2 separate regions of the Mus musculus genome follow, and region 1 is linked to region 2. The links are chromatin contacts, called in public Hi-C maps. All regions are on one chromosome and are shown on one strand. Each heading gives the region's core, a stretch centred on a gene start, on an enhancer-like site or on the middle of the called end of the contact. The rest is flanking DNA. Distances are from core to core; before and after follow the strand shown. Region 1 holds the start of Tgds (TDP-glucose 4,6-dehydratase). Region 2 overlaps Dct (dopachrome tautomerase).

Region 1 (2,700 bases), core at 148-2,647, 110 kb after region 2:
TGCATTTCCCCACGTACACGTCTGTTAATTAAGTGAATCTCAGCTTCCTGCTACCTACTCTCAGCAAAGTGTCTGTGGATTTAAAAGGCCCACTGCATGTTCTTGGGCAGTAACCAAGACTCTCTGACCCCTCCCCATGCAGGAGACACTACAAGGACAGAACTTCCTGTGGATCGCTCACGCATCCATCCACTCAACTCTTACAGAAGACCTTCACGATATGGCCCTGACCTTTCTTTCTGTGGGAGCTTAATGAACATCAGTCTACTCTCACACAGTTTATACTCTAGAAGAAGGGCAAGGCCATAAACAAGTAAACACAAGTACTCAATGTAATTTCAGGTAGTGCTGAGTGGATGGGTGGCCTAAGGTGTTCCCATAAGCACTCTGAAGGTGATATGCGGGTAAATTAACAGCCTATGCAACTGCCTCAAGTCGGGAAGCAGCACTAACCTCCTGTGCTCCGAGAAGCCTGAGAGGGTTGTGGGCGAGTACAGAAAAGCAAGAGACTAGGTTGGGAAGCAGGGCTCGAGCACCCGAGTCTTCTAGATCGGATAAAGACCCTGGACTTTCATTACAAGTCTCACAGAAACCATGACTGTAAAACTCTATGCAGCTGCATCTATCTCACTTAGGAACACACTCTACAAAGTGTAAAGAAAACGCGCGAGATCAACAGGAGAGGGATAGTAGCAGTGTTCTAAGGAAAAGGAGGCAGGGAACAGAAGTCAAATTAAGAATAAGCTTTGACACAAATAGAAAGGACAGTTTCACGGTAGGTGGGTGTGAGCCTCAAACAGGTTGGGAATAACAAAGGATTTGTAAACAGTTTCTAAAAAAGAGAAGACAAGACAAAGAGTCCCATTACGATCGATCCTCACATCGTGTAGAGGCGAGCTTTTGGAAAGGCCTTCATCTGCTGGCCGGAGCTTTGTCAGAGAGCGGGAAGAAAAGGGAATGAAACTGATGTGTGCTTCTCAGAAAAGTGACAGGTGGTAAACACCCCCGGGCAGGTAGGGGGTGGGACAGCAGCAAGGCACTCCTGAGTTCCCCTTTTTGTGGGGAAGGTGTTAAAGAAGTCGCATTTTCGAAGCAACCTCGTCTTGGCTGGCCAGAAAGTGAGGGAAACCGGATGGACATCCGGGCTGTGCATTGGGACCCTCCCCATAACGGATCTGCAAAGTCGTGGACCCGAAGTGCAAAAGACAAGGAGAACCGCAGGGCAAGGTTAGGATTTGTGGGGAGAAACTTCTCAGCCACCAGCACCGTTACCTACATGAAACCAGCACCCCCGGTCACCAGGACCCGCTTCGCGAAGCTGCCGGGAGGACCAGAACGCTCCTCCCGGCTCGCAGCGGACATCTTCAGCTCTGCAGAGCCAGCGCCGTAAAGCGCGGCGTCTGAAGAACCGAGGGAAGCAGCTTCACGACGCTTTACGACATGCCCCGCCCCCGACACGTTCAAAGGAAGTCGCAGAGGCTTCCGGGTTCTCCCAGACCCCAAAAGAGGGGCGGAGCCGGCAGTGGCACTGCGCAGGCGCGCACTCTCTAGCCCATAGTCACCAGCTAGGAGAAATTAGGGTCATTGGTACTAGGGTCTGGAATATTTTCTAAGCAAGTGTCACCAGCATGGATTACTACTATAGGTGCTTAGAAATTCGGAGTTATGAATCGATGCCTTCATTTTTGAACTTCAGCTATGCTCATAGACTAACACCCAGCTGAGCAGAATCCTCTAGAATGTATGCAGTATGGAAATGGAAAGTTGCATTGCAAAATTATGTTTCACTGTTGTAAATACTGTCACAAAAGGCGAAGGCCGCTTGCAATCATGATAAGTAAGTTTTGCAGAGTTCCCTGGAAGGTTTTACTCTCTTCTCTTGTCTGCTCACTGTGCCCCAATCCTGGTCCTTCTTGCTCTTATTTATATTACCAGGTGTTCTTCCCTGGTCTACCTGCCCTTTCCTCGGATGTCTGACTAGTGTTTACCTCCTTCAGTTCTCAGTTTGAGTGCCATCTTCCTATTAGAGTCATTCCTTGACTCTAACCATGCAGAACCATTTTTTTTTTTTTGTTTTCTTCTTATCATTCATCAACAAATTGGCCACTGATGTAATTTCTCACTGTCTCTGCTCCATGGAGGTAAGGCCATTCATTTCTCTGGGACCAGATCTATCACACACTCATCAACAAGTGGGCTTATCATATGATTGCTCACTGCTGTTTATATTATAGTCTGCTGCTTTCTATGAATTCGGAGGCTCTACCAAGTGGGAGTGATTAGAAGTCATATTAATTTTTTATGTACCGAGGCATCAAAAAAAAAAAAAAAAAGCCTGTCTTCAGTGAAAGAGAATAACATTACTGATCAAGAAGAAAGACATGAAGCCAGCAGGTGATAGCACACACCTCTAGTGCCAGCACCTGGGAGGCAGAAGCAGATGGATCTCTGAGTTCAAGGACAGCCTGGTCTACAGAGTGAGTTTCGGGACAGCCAGGTTACACAGAGAAACCCTGTCTCAAGCACACACACACACACACACACACACACACACACACACACACACGAGACAAAGGGAAAGTGCCTACAGTAATCAAAGCCCATGCTCTGCTTTTCCTTTAGAATCAACCTCACCCACGTTCTTGGTTTACCATTTACACAATTAAAGCTTTCAACAACTTAAACTTAGTAGGGTTTTAT
Region 2 (2,713 bases), core at 212-2,711:
ACTTGGGGTCACAATCTACGAGCCCCACCTCTCTGGGGGCAGCCATTTTGACAGGAAGCCCAACTCAGTCACACAGAGAAGCCAAAGGAACAAAGACTAGTCAGACCACAGCCACTCCAGTATCTACCACCAACAGACTACAAACACCTCAAGATCCTGCCCCACCCTTTCTCAGTAAAGCCGTTCCAGAGTCTCTGCTCATAAGAAATTAAGTGGTCACACAGCTTCCAGCTGAAGTGTTGGGGTCGTTCTAACACAGCAATAGATAACCACAGGGAAAGCAGTAGGTCTGAACAGCTCAGGACAGGTGCACACTCGCTCCACCACGCATAGAGAAAGCTGTTCCTTGAACCGTAGTGTTGGCACTGGGGGTTAGGAGGAGCTGTCAAGAATCAGTAAGAAGATGAGGAGGACATGGCCCATGAGTGTTGACCATGAGGGAAGTACTGCCAACATCAGCAGGGGACACCAGCATGGCGCAGGAGGAGGCGAGATGGCAACGCAGAACCTATAGTAGCTTCTGTTGTGTGAGAAACGTTAGCAAATGGCGACTGTCACTTCAAGTATAGCATCGGTGCTGTTACTAGCTTAGTTCAACACAATGGCTCATAGAAGAAGAATGAAGGAGTCCCTACCTTACAGGTATGTGCAGGCTACTATCCTCTGGCATCATGACTTTGTAGAGCTAGCTAATAAAAAGATGGGCATTTAGGGAGGCATATGGTACATAATTAGCACGTAATAAATACAATAATTAATATTGTTGGTGCTTGTTCTGTGTCAAACGCTACCCTAAGAGCTTTATGGATAACAACGCATTGGGACCTCAGAATAGCCTGAGTTAATGGCTGCTGCTTTCATCCAGTGCTCAGGCTACTGTAAGGAAGGACCACAGACTGAGTGCCTTAGACACTGCCAGCTCCCAGTTCTAGAAGGCAGGAACCCAAAATAAGATGTTGCTAGAGCTGGTTCCTTCCAGTGGTCTTTGCCACTGCTTGGTTGTGGGTCTCTGCCTTCATCTTCAGACATGCGTACTGGCCACATCCAGACTCCTTCTGCCTCTGTGAACATCACTTACTAAGGCTTGAGTGTCACTCCGAAAGTCATGCTGACATTCCCTGGCCACCACTAGTAAGTAGTCACGAGTCTGAACACACGGATGGGCTAATGCTGTGATTGGGGTGACTGCAATAGAAGCCATTTTCTCATTAAAAACAAAAACAAAAACCAATTTCTGCTTTCTCTCCTTTGTCAGAAACTCACATAGTGCCCTTCCTCCACTACCACCACACCATGATACAGCATGAAGGCCCTTGCCAGATGTCAGTGCTGTGCTCTTGGCCTTTCTAGCCTTCAAAACCATAAACAAAACAAACTATTATTGTTTACAATTAATGCAGACTGTAGAATTCTGTTAGAGCACCAGAAACAGGCTAAGGTCCCTTGCATAATGGATGAGTGACCTACAGTCCTCTAACATGACCTGATCTGAGCTAACTATGTACAAACAAAGTCATTGACTGGGTGATCAAGGATTAGGATTTTAGAATTTCAATGAGGGGGAGGCACAGCCTAAAGCAGAAAGTAAGAAAGATACAGAAGCAGTAAGAGATTTGTCCAACAGCAGACAGCAGGCCTATGACGGAGCAAGAGTGTGTGAACCCAGGAAGCCCAACTCTAAAGCCAGAGTTCATTTTACAATAAAATGTTTTTTTCATGTTTAATTCAATATATGCATGTGTGTCTGAGTGCTGGAAAGTGTGTGCATGTGTGCTAGTATGACTACAGAGATGCCAGACCTCCTGGGGCTGGGGTCCTCAGGCAGCTGTGGACACCTGTCATGGGTGTTAACTCAGGTCTTCTGCAAGAGCAGTCTACACTCTAGCTGTTGAGCCATCTCTGCATCTCTGCACCCATCCTCATCCCTTCACAGACAAAGCCAGAGTTCTGTTTGTTGGTTTGGTTTGGTTTGGTTTGGTTTGGTTTGGTTTGGTTTGGTTTGGTTTGGTTTGGTTTGGTTTTTGAGTTTTCAAAACAGGGTTTCTCTGTTTAACCCTAGCTGTCCTGGAACTCACTCTATAGACCAGACTGGCCTCAAACTCACAGAGACTTACCTGCCCCTCTCCCCAAGTGCTGGGATTAATGGCATGCTAAAACCAGAGTTCTCAAAGCATGTATTTCTTTTCCCATACAATAAATCACACTATGCATCAATCTCTCAGCTAAGTTCCAGGAGCAGCCACAATAGCAAATTAGTTTTCAGGTGTAGCCGCACCTTTGACAAGGAGGAGAAAGTGTGGAGTTCAACTCAGGAGTTTCTAAGCCAATTGTGAACTTCCACGATCTCTTGAGCCCATGTCAGAAATAAAAATGTGATTAGGAAAAAGGCTAGAGAATCTCAAGCCACCGGGAAGATACCGCACCGGCACAGCAAGGGGCTGACAGCTTGTAGAGACACAGTGAGCCCTCCCCGTGCAAAGCATATAATTAACAAGGCAGACAAAAGTCTAAAGCAATATATAATCAGCAGAGATAAAAGAAAGGGGGGAAATAATGGAAGACAATAGGTCTCGTACGGGCCATAAAACAGACAATAAATGCTCTGCTAGGAACAACATACAGAAGACCCAATTTACAGAGCACAGTAAATGAGGAAGAGCCGTGCGCTCTGAAATGATGCAGACTATAATAAAGTGAATGCAAGTCATAACAT

Evidence for each region. A called contact is a pair of places that touch in the nucleus more often than the background predicts.
Region 1: a Hi-C map of liver shows a contact between it and region 2, with 1.6 times the contacts expected there. The contact joins the promoter of Tgds here to the enhancer-like site in region 2. A contact is called at or near these places in 3 of 39 promoter capture datasets (hippocampal neurons, liver and trophoblast stem cells), 4 of 484 Hi-C or Micro-C datasets (embryonic fibroblasts, embryonic stem cells and liver), 1 of 115 datasets of contacts at active chromatin or transcription factors (bone marrow-derived dendritic cells) and 1 of 9 other capture datasets (adipose tissue).

The regions. Positions count from the first base shown.
Region 1 is chr14:118,131,368-118,134,067 of GRCm38.p6, forward strand. It overlaps Tgds (TDP-glucose 4,6-dehydratase), which reads right to left and starts at 1,398. Exons shown (of 12, transcript NM_029578.3): 1 at 1,277-1,398. The coding sequence starts at 1,362.
Region 2 is chr14:118,019,575-118,022,287 of GRCm38.p6, forward strand. The region is part of intron 6 of Dct (dopachrome tautomerase); the gene reads right to left. Among named protein-coding and RNA genes, the nearest start is that of Dct, 31 kb to the right of the region's middle. Within about 2 kb of position 1,462, at least 5 of the 459 cell types and tissues checked have an H3K27ac peak or open chromatin away from gene starts, as enhancers often do. A contact at or near this core is called in liver, where this site is marked.